Regions from separate parts of the Ovis aries genome. Here region 2 is linked to region 1. The links are chromatin contacts, called in public Hi-C maps. All regions are on one chromosome and are shown on one strand. Each heading gives the region's core, a stretch centred on a gene start, on an enhancer-like site or on the middle of the called end of the contact. The rest is flanking DNA. Distances are from core to core; before and after follow the strand shown.

The links. Hi-C and Micro-C count contacts between places; a contact is called where the count stands out from the background.
Region 2: a contact with region 1 is called in a Hi-C map of mixed tissues, with 7 times the contacts expected there. The contact joins the enhancer-like site here to the promoter of LOC101120834 in region 1. A contact is called at or near these places in 10 of 16 Hi-C or Micro-C datasets (hypothalamus, liver, mesenteric adipose tissue and 6 more).

The regions. Positions count from the first base shown.
Region 1 is chr6:17,636,958-17,642,231 of ARS-UI_Ramb_v3.0, forward strand. It overlaps LOC101120834 (cytochrome P450 2U1), which reads right to left and starts at 2,309. Exons shown (of 4, transcript XM_042251155.2): 1 at 1,749-2,309. The coding sequence starts at 2,238.
Region 2 is chr6:17,816,946-17,822,219 of ARS-UI_Ramb_v3.0, forward strand. It overlaps LOC121819808 (a long non-coding RNA gene), which reads right to left. Exons shown (of 3, transcript XR_006060113.2): 2 at 893-1,872; 3 at 1-83. Among named protein-coding and RNA genes, the nearest start is that of PAPSS1, 17 kb to the right of the region's middle. Within about 2 kb of position 2,561, at least 5 of the 54 cell types and tissues checked have an H3K27ac peak or open chromatin away from gene starts, as enhancers often do.

The DNA of each region.
Region 1 (5,274 bases), core at 1,059-3,558:
AGGGAGAATGGATAAACAAAGTGCACTGCAAACGTTAAATTGAACAGCAGTCACTCTTAAAAAGGAAGAAAATTCTCACACATGCCACTAGATGGATGAACCTTAAAACATTGTATTGTATGAGGTGAAATATATCAGTCACAAAAGGATAAATACTGCATGATTCCACTGAAATAAATTACCTAGGATGGAAACTAGAATGGTGGTTGCCAGAGGTTAGAGGCTTTAATGTTCAGTGGGTGTTTAGTGTTTGTTCAATGGGTATAAAGTTCCAGTTTTGAAAGATGAAGAGAGTTCTGGAGATAGCAGTGATGGTTTCACAACGTTATTGACTTAATGCCGCTGAACTGTATGCTTAAAAATGATTAAGATGGTAAATTTTATGCTATCTGCACTTCACCACACTAAAAAAAAAAAAGGAGAGAGAGAAGAAAAGCAGGCAGAAGTTCTCCAGGTGGCCATGAGATCAGAAGAGAATTCCAGGGAGAAGCAGCAGCCTGTGTGAAGGCGTGGAGAAGGTGAGGTATGGACCACGACGCGCGTGATTTTCAGTAATACCAAAATTAATATTTTAAACATTAAAATATTAAGATCATCTTTACCATTCATTTAAAATCCTGATGCAAAAAATCTGGCTTAATCCGGGTGTAAAAAGCCTGAATCTCTTTATGCCACATTCCAAGAAGGGAAAGCAGTAGTTCATTTACTTAATGGTTACTGACTCCTACTTCCAGGGGGCACAATGGTGAAGTATCTGCCTGCCAATGCAGGAGATGCAAGAGACAAGGTGTTCAACCCCTGGGCCAGGAGATTCTCTGGAGAAGGGAATGGCAACCCACTCCAGTATTCTTATCTGAAAAATCCCATGGACAGAGGAGCCTGGTGGACTATACAGTCCATGGGGTCGCAGAGTCAGACGCGACTGAGCGCACACACACAACACTGCCACACCACTGCGTGCCAGGAAGGACCAGGAGTTACTCTGTCCTCCTAGATGTCAGTCTAGTGGTGAAGACACAACTTTTGAGCCCAAGGTTATAAAATTCTGAAGCCTCGGTACTGATTACTGCAGCGAAGGAAAAGTACTTTTGCAATTAAACAGGTTCCAACAAGGGAGCCTAACTTACCCAAGCAGAAGTGAGGGAAAAAACAAAACTCCCTGCAGGAAAGACACTGAAATTAACACCTGAGTTAAGGACAGGATTGGCACAGATGGAAAAATAGTCTGGGACCCGTGCCGGCCAACACAACAGAGGGAACACTGATAAACAAAGGGCAACTGTGATATCCGACTGCAGCAGATAAGATGTTTACTAACCCTTACAACTGCCCAACTTAGACTTCCATAAGCAGGAATCACAGAGGCTCTGAACCTGATGTATTAGGCTTGTCAATTGGCTCCTATCTTATCGGAAAATAATCACATTAAAGTCTTGCACTCAGAAGGTCAACGGTGTAAATATCCCTCTCTCTTTTTAACCAGGCCAAAGTTTCTCGTCAGGAACACAGCCTGAAGAGTGAGGCCCTGTTCTGGGAAGGAGTGAATACTCCTGGGGCAGATGGAGCCTATCCCAGCTGGACCGACGGGATCCAGGAGTGGGAGGCGCGCCTCCCTCCACCTCCGGCTGCAGGTGTGAGGCGGGCCGGGTGCGCGGCCGCAGGGGCACAGAACCCACAGCCTCTGCGCACCTGCAGCCCCAGCCGCACGTTCACACGGCCCGTGACCCCCGAGGCGCGGCCCAGCTCACCCTTCCCCTTGGTCATGATGGAGGTGAGCGGCACCCGCGGGCGGTCGCTGAAGACCTCGGCCTGCTGCACCAGCGCCTCCCGCACGCTGTGGAAGTCGTTGAGGACCACCACCAGGTAGTGGCCGATGAAGAAGCTAAAGATGTTGCCGTACACACGGCCCAGGTCGCTCAGGAGCAACTGCACGCCCTGGCCCGAGGCATTCATTCCTCCGTTTCTCGCCCGGCGATACGGCCAGCTCTTCCTTCGGAGAAAAGGCGGCAGCAGCACGAAGCCGAAGTTGCCCACCACGGGCCAGGGCGCGGGCCCCGGGGGGATGCCCCTCTCCGGGAGCCGCGACAGCCAGCTCCAGCCCAGCAGCGCGGCGAGGACGAGCAGCAGCAGCGCGCCGCCCGTGGGGTCCAGCCGCAGCAGCCCCGGGGGCGCGTGCAGGAGGCGCAGAGGCCAGGGCGCGTCCTCGGTGGGGGGCGGGGGAAGCCCGGGGGAGGCCATGGCCTGTGTGCCGGTGCCCGCACTCCCGGGCTCTTGCCGCAGACCCCACGAGAGGTCTCCCAGACACTGGTGCCGGGCCCCAGGGCCAACTCCCCTTGCCGCCTAGGGGCGGGGAGAAGACGCGGATGCCACTCCGGATTGGCTGCGCCCACCGTCTCCGCCTGTCCCTCCAATCAGCGTCGCCCGAGCGGAAACGGGGACGCGCTCGCAACCGCGCTTGTTGAGGTCTGCGGACCCGGCTGGGCTCGCGTCCTGAAAGTTGGTGGCTTAAGCCGGGTCGCGCCCCTCCGCTGGGTCGGACTTGGCAGTGACCTACCCCTGAGAAAAAGATGCTCGCGCATATTTACGCTCTGATTGGTTATCAGACTTCCTGTGTCCATTGTCAGTTGCGTGCTTAAACCGTGCCAGGTCAATAGGCCGTTCATATGACTCAGCCTAAACATTAGCACTTTAACCCTGAGCTGGGAGAGAGGTCCTCGTCCCGTCTCCTGGAGCAAAAGGACAGGATTGCTGCTTTATCTAAGGCGGGATTCGGAGGAAGAAATGACCCTTTGCTCCACCTAGAAACAGCAGGGTGATGGAAATGCAATGTGTAGAATTTGTAGATGTAGGTGACCAACGCTTTGGAAAGGAGGGGTGGGTAATAGTCGTGAGAGGCTGGGGGAGGGGGGGGCGGATGATGGAGTAAAGCGCGTAGAGCTTGCGGTTCAGTTCAGTTCAGTTCAGTTCAGTCGCTCAGTCGTGTCCGACTCTTTGCGACCGCATGAACCGCAGCACGCCAGGCCTCCCTGCCCATCACCAACTCCCGGAGTTCACTAGACGGTGGGAATATCTCTTTTGTGCGGAAAGTGAAAGCTCAGCGTGCGTTTCAGCGCGAGACCTAATCCAGAAATTTGCTTGGCGGGTTTAATTAGCTAACAATATAAAAAGCAAATTGGGCGAGGAGGGGTGACAGTATCGTTCTAAGTATGATAACAAACCAGAGATGCTGAGGTTGGCATATTAAGAATTGAGTAATGCTTTCCAAGTCTGTCTTTAATTTTCCATAATTATGGCTCCTCCTTTTTCTCTGACATTACACAAGATATAATTGCCTTGTTTTCCCAAGTAAGTCTCTTACTTCTGTGATGCAGATAGGAAGTATTATGGGCTGAATTGTGTTCACCTGAAATTCATGTATTGAAGTCCTAAGCCTACCTCAGAATGTGACTGTATTTGGAGACAGGGCCTTTAAAGAGGTAGAGTAAAATGAGGTTATATAAGTGGACCCTAACCCAGTATGACTGCTGTCTGTTTAAGAAGAAGAGATTAGGACAGCAACAGACACAGAGGGGAGACCATGTGAAAACACAGGAGGAAGATGGCCGTCTACAAGACAGGGAGGAAGGACTCAGAAGAGATCAACCCTACCAACACCTTGATTCTTAGATTTCTAGCCTCCAGAAACTGAGGAAGTAAGTCTGTAGTACTGTGTTATGGCAGCCCTTGCAAACAAATTCAGAAAGGGAGACCTTGTTCATAATACATACTATGGATAAATTATTTAAACATGAAACATATAGCTCATCCAGTGCTTCTTAAGGATGAATTTTCCCAAATGATATTCAGGCCTTTCTTGTCAGAAAAAGGAATACTTTCTGCTTCATCCATCCTACTTTAAATAGAGGAATAATATAATAATCAGCAGCAGTAGAAGAAAGGAATACCAAAAGATCTTTGGGGTGGGGAGAGAGGGAAAGGAAGAGGAGAGGAGTATTAAGGGAAACATTTTTAAATGGAATCCCCAAAGATCATTTAAACCACTCACCTTCCCACTGGAATCCTTCTTGCTGGATTTCAGCCAGAATTGTTGGTAACAGTATATCCAAAATATCTAAGTACTATTATTTTGTTATCAAGAGTGGTGTTAAATCTTTAAAAGAGAGGTGTTAAATTACTCTATTTGTAAAACTACAATTGTCCAGCTGGCTTGTAATTCCCTGGGAGGTAAATGCTACACAGGATACTCATCCAGAGTCAGTGAGCATGAACAGAGAGAGCTTATGGCTTAAGAAGAGTTTGCAAAATGCTAACGAAAGGACAAGTTGAAATACTAATTGTATTATTTAGTTGCACAACTCTACTAGCCATTTAAAAATTAATTCCTTCATTTCCTTTAAGTTCCTATGATTTGCTTCATATATACTCCTTCATACATACTTCCACATATAGTATATGGGTATTTCTGTGCATGTTCTCTGAGCATCCATTTGCCCTACAGGAAACTGGGTTAACCAATGTGCCTACATCAAGTGTAAGGATTACATGAAGTAATGAGCACAATGTCTAGCATTTAGTTTAGGCTCAATGAGTACAAGCTGTAATGGTAATAATTATCTCTGGGTCCTGACTCTACAGGTTGGTGGTATTGCCTTCCTTTTTCACCTCTTGCAACTTTACCTGCCTTTTCCAAAATTAGATTGTGAGACTGGCCAGTATATTAACTTGTTTTCTATATTCAGCCTTTCAGACTTGTATGATGAATAAATAAATAAACTGGCCCATCTTCAGTATTACCCATATCATTCTTCTCTAGTTGAATGTATTATGATTTTCCTGGAGAGGAGATGAGGGGAGGGAGGACCCTGAAAAGTACTGGTAGAAGGCAGAATCTCAATAGTAACAAAATCCAATTCTCAAAACTTTTTAAAGTAGGATCAGAACATATATTTTTGTTTAATGCCCAAACTGGTCCAGATGTCCTTCAACAGAAGAGGATGGGGATTAAGTTGCTCAGTTGTGTCTGACTCTTTGCAACCCCATGGACTGTAGCCTCCAGGCTCCTCTGTCCATGGGATTCTCCAGGCAAGAATACTGGAGTGGGTAGCCATTTGCTTCTCTAAGGAATCTTCCTGGCCCAGAGATCAAACCTGGGTCTCCTGCCTTGCAGGTGGATGCATTACCATCTGAGCCACCAGGGAAGCCCAAAATAGACTACTACTCATAAATGGCACCCCACTCCAGTACTCTTGCCTGGTAAATCCCATGGACAGAGGA
Region 2 (5,274 bases), core at 1,311-3,810, 180 kb after region 1:
GCCGTCTATGGGGTCGCACAGAGTCGGACACGACTGAAGCGACTTAGCAGCAGCAGCAGCAGCAGCAGCAGCAGCATAAGACCCTTTAGAGAGAATAAAGAATATGAGAAGGTGGAGGGTCAAATCTTTGAAGCAGTAGAAAAGTAGCACTCTTTGAAATGCATTGGATGGGAAATTTAAAGAATAAAATGTATTGTACGTTCACAACTTTTGAGGGATTTTTGTTTTAGATAATGAAAAGTTACCATCTGTTGAGGGCTTAGTGAGTACCAGCTTTTATAAATGCTTTGCATGTAATATATATTTAACTTCTAAAATTACTGTTACCTCTATTTTAAACATGAGAAAATTGAGGTACAGAAAGTTTACAGAGTTTGATTAGTTGCAAAACCTCGTTATTGATTTGTCTAAACCAAGAAGCTGTTTCCAGTGTCCATGCTCTTAACCCACATACTATGCACTTCCTTCTAAAAGAAGTATAGAACTTGAGCTGGGGTCACCATGTAATGTTAGTTAGAAGGTTTAGTCAACTATCCAAAGAATTCTGACCACATTTTATTATTTGTATTATCTGGATCTGGTGTTTGAACTGGTCAACTCATCTCACGATTGCTCAGTTTTCCCTTTTACCTCTGTGTCACGTTCTTTTTAAGCAACATTCATTTATTTATCTGGCCGCATCAGATCTGAGTTGCAGCACTTGCGATCTGTCACGGCAGTGTGCTGGCTCTCTAGCTGCTGCGAGTGGGCTTATTTGCCCCCTGGCATGCGGGATCTTAGTTCCCCCTCCAGGGACTGAACCTGAGTCCCCTGTATCACAAGGCAGATTCTTGACCACTGGACCACCAGGCAAGTCCCCTGTGCTATTTTCTTGCTAAAGTTTCATACATACATGTCTTAGGTATAAAAATATTACAGTGCTCCGGTTTCTTTTGTAGAGTGTGTATATCAGCTTCAGCAGTGGTGAATTTCTTCTCTCAACTGTTGGTCCCCTTTCCTCTCACCAGCACAACTGTGGTCACTAGTATGGGTTGAGTTGCATCACCTCATCCTGTTTCCCACTCATATGTTGAAGTGCTTGCTCCCAGGACCCCAGGATGTGGCTGTATTTAGAGATAAGGTCTTCAACGAGGTGATTAAGTTAATACAAGGTCATCGGATTGGGCCCTAGTCCAACAAGAAAAGGAAATTTGGGTATGAACACGTACTGGCGAGACCCTGTGAAGACACAGGGAAAACCACAGCCAGCTAAAAGGGAGAAGCCTCAGAAGAAACCATCCCTGGTAACAGGTTGATCTCAAACTTCTCGCTTCCAGAAATATGAGAAGATACATTTCTGCTGTTTAAGCCACCCCGTCTAGGGTCCTTAGTTATGGCAGTCATCGCAAATGGAATGGAATGCATGCATTATCCAGGCTCTTGGTTTATAAAGCAAAGAAGCCACTCTCGCTATCTTAAGAAGAAGCAAAAAGGACAGTTCCTAAGGAATATTAGATAGCTCAGAGAATCTTGGGAGGACTAGAGAGCCAGGTTGAGAGGCCACACAGTCAGAAACAATGCCCAAACCATATCACCACATTGTGCCAGTAGAGGCTTCAGTGAAACTAGAAACCCCACTCACTGTGGACTTGAGATGCCAGGACTTCATCTTCTGACCACAGGAGATGACATCTCAGCAGCTACCTTTCCCCCCAGAATGGAATTCCTGCAGCTCTGCCTTGCCACATAGCTCATGTATGGTTTGATGACTCATGTGGTTGCGTGTGCTTGGGGAGCCTAGGTTCCATGCCTGTAGCCTCGTTGTGAGTGAGCCAAGGGAGTGACTTTTCTGACGTCTGCCACGTGGAGGTGGATCAAAAGGCAGGAAGCTGTCTAGACATGGAAAGAGTGTTAGTGGAAAGCCAGAAAAAGCACATAAAGGGAGTCAACTGTAAAATCGCAGTAATATGATTCTTGGACCAGTTGCTCTGCCGGTACATTTCTCTGAAACCTAGTTGCCATTTCCATAGTCCTTACTTCTCTTGAATTTATTTTTATTTTCATTAGATAAAACTCTCCCTTGAATAGAAGTCACATGACTATCAAGCACAAACAGCTGGATGCCTCACCCCAGCTTGTTGCCTACTTTTGTAAGACAGAAATGAAGGCAGTTAATACGAAGATGCTGCTTTGCAAGTGTCCATTCCTCTTTATGCTGGTAAAAGAATCCCCAATTTTCCTCCGGGAATCATCCCTTCTCCCTGTCTTTCTCTATGATTTCTGTGGGAATACCATTTCCTGGTCTGCCACTCCTGCCCAGGTTCTAGAAGACTGAGGCTCAATTTGGCTGATCAGAACATGCACATACCATCCCTCCTCCCCAGCTCTGTGATTAGCTCTAGAATAAGCAGTAGCATTGTCCAGGACAGACCAGTGAGACTCCATCTGAGGATATTTCCTAGAATAATACACTTGCCTTTTCTGGCTCTTCTCTTTCTGCTGTGGTTGCTGGGCTAGGACACAAGCCTGGAGCTGCTGCTGGCTAAACTGATACTCCTTGATAAGAACTTCCCTGTGAGTAAAACTGACACAGTGCAAAGCAGAGCAAGAGATAAACAGAGTCCTAATATCCTGTGAGCCGGAGAAGGCAACAGCACCCCACTCCAGTATTCTTGCCTGGAGAATCCCATGGACGAAGGAGCCTGGCAGGCTGCAGTCCATGGGGTCGCAAAGAGTCGGACACAACTGAACGACTTCACTTTCACTTTTCACTTTCATGCACTGGAGAAGGAAATGGCAACCCACTCCAGTATTCTGGCATGGAAAATTCCGTGGACAGAGGAGCCTGACTGTCCATGGGGTCGCAAGAGTTGGATATAACTGAGTGACTAACACACACACACACATACACACACAACACAGCATCTGGTCTCTGAAACGAATCTGTGTTTCTCAGAACACCACCCTGCAAAGACTCAGATTAGTGCGACCTACCTAGTATTCTGGACATCAGGGGAGAAAAGGATTAGGGACGAGTGAAGGCTGGGCAGAAGGAAAGGCGAGAGGAGGAGGAGGAGGAAGGAAAGAGAATTTATTTAACTGTGGTTAGCACTTTATATTCTTAGGGTGAATCCTGAGTATCCCCAAGCCTGTAAATAACAGGATAATGTTCTATCTCTGAAATTAGGACCTTGATTTATGTTATGAATTTATAATTTCCTAATTGCTATTGATATTCGTTGCAGCCTAAAATAAGCACACACGCTTTTAAATTAGATTTGCCTATTAAAAACAAATGAATGTCTCAGGTTCAATCCAATTTTCTTGGTTCCTTATAGTATGAAAGTATTTTAATTGTGTTTTCTGTAAGAAATATGCACAATTAAGTTGGCTTCTCTGTGATTAAATATTTTATAACTTCCTTTATGTATTTGACTTGTGATTTTTACTGATAAAGTGGTTATTTTCAAAAATGTCTGCGTGCTAAGTCACTTAGGTCATGTCGGATTCTTTGCGACTCCATTACTGTAGCCCACCAGGCTCCTCTGTCCATGGGATTTTCCAGGCAAGAATACTGGAGGGGGTTGCCATGCCCTCCTCCTGGGGGATCTTCCTGACTCAGGGATGGAACCTGCATCTCTTATGCCTCCTGCATTAGCTGGTGGGTTCTTTTACCACCAGTACTCTTGCCTGGAAAATCCCATGGACGGAGGAGCCTGGTGGACTGCAGTCCATGGGGTCGCAAAGAGTCGGACACAACTGAGCGACTTCACTTTCACTTTTCTCTTTCACGCATTGGAGAAGGAAGTGGCAACCCACTCCAGAGTTCTTGCCCGGAGAATCCCAGGGACGGGTGAGCCTGGTGGGCTGCCGTCTATGGGGTCGCACAGAGTCGGACACGACTGAAGCGACTTAGCAGCAGCAGCAGCATCTTTTACCACCAGCGCCACCTGGGAAGCCCTTTCAGAAGGAAGTGAAGGCAAATGATTGTAGCAAATGTAGGGTAAAGGAGTTAGAGAAGGCGAGGTTTGGAAAAAGAACGAGACCGGCACCTTACAGGAACAGATCGCCTTTAATGAGGCGGGAAGGGGCAGCAGTCAGATTAGTGAGCTGCTGCGCTAACCCAAGAAAAGAGTAAGTATGTATAGACATATATGTGGAAAGCTACTGTCTTAAGGTGGCCTGTTCTTCTCCAAGGTTGTTCAGAGTAGTTGTCTCTTAAACTGCAGGGGCAAGGAATTCTGGAGATAGGCCAGAGGCTGGACCCGCAGGGAGCTGGGCGTCATCAACCTTAATGTCCATTTTTTTCTTCGGGTGAGAGAGTTCTTTGTTTTGCCTAGAATGGTGGGGAGGACCGAGAGGGGAGTTTTAACTCCAGGCTAGTTTGAGCCACATAACTTTCCTTCAGTAAACAGTGAAATTATTTAAATATTTATAAATAAATAATACTGTATTTCCTCTAAAATAGGTCATTTCTGAAGCAGACACACGTGTTTACAAATATAGTTTAGGCACAATATGTTAAGATTATGCAATACTTTTTCCAAAACATTTAATGTATTTCTTTATCTATTGTTTTTTAAATATTACTTCAAAACTTATTGGCTTAAAACAACCACCATTTTGTTATGCCTCACATTCCTGAGGAGGAAATGGCAACCCACTCTGGTATTCTTGCCTGAAGAATCCTATGGACAGAGAAGCCTGGTGGACAAAAGTCCATGGGGTCACAAAGAATCAGACATGACTGAGCTCGCACATTTTGTGGATTGGGGTTTGTCTATGGCTTATTGATTTCACTACTAGTACTGGACTGGAATATGCAGGATGCCTGCTTCACTCACATTAGTCACTTGGACTTGGATAGATTGGAATGATTGGCTGGCATGGCTCTTGTAGGGTCAGCTATTTGGTGCTTTGGTTCCCCCTGCTGGCTGGGTTCCTTGGTCTTCTCCATGCGTGTCTCTGTGTAATTCTTCCTGCAAGGTGGCCAGACTCCTTAAGTTGCCAGGTGTAAGCCGGAACTGATACACAGTCACTTCAGCCACATTCTGTTAGCCAAAGTAAACCCCAGGGTCAGCCTGGATTCAGTGTGGGAGACTACACAGGGAGTGAATACTAGGATGAAAGATTCAGAGGGGAGTGGAGGTACCCTGTGGAGTTTAGCTAAATCAGTCCTTAGACAATATCATTTCCTGGATCTTCAAGGGCAAAACTGAATATTTCTCCTGATACATCCCTTGTGTTATCTGTAGCTTAAGATAAAAGATAAAAGCAGTAAGGATTTTGCAATAT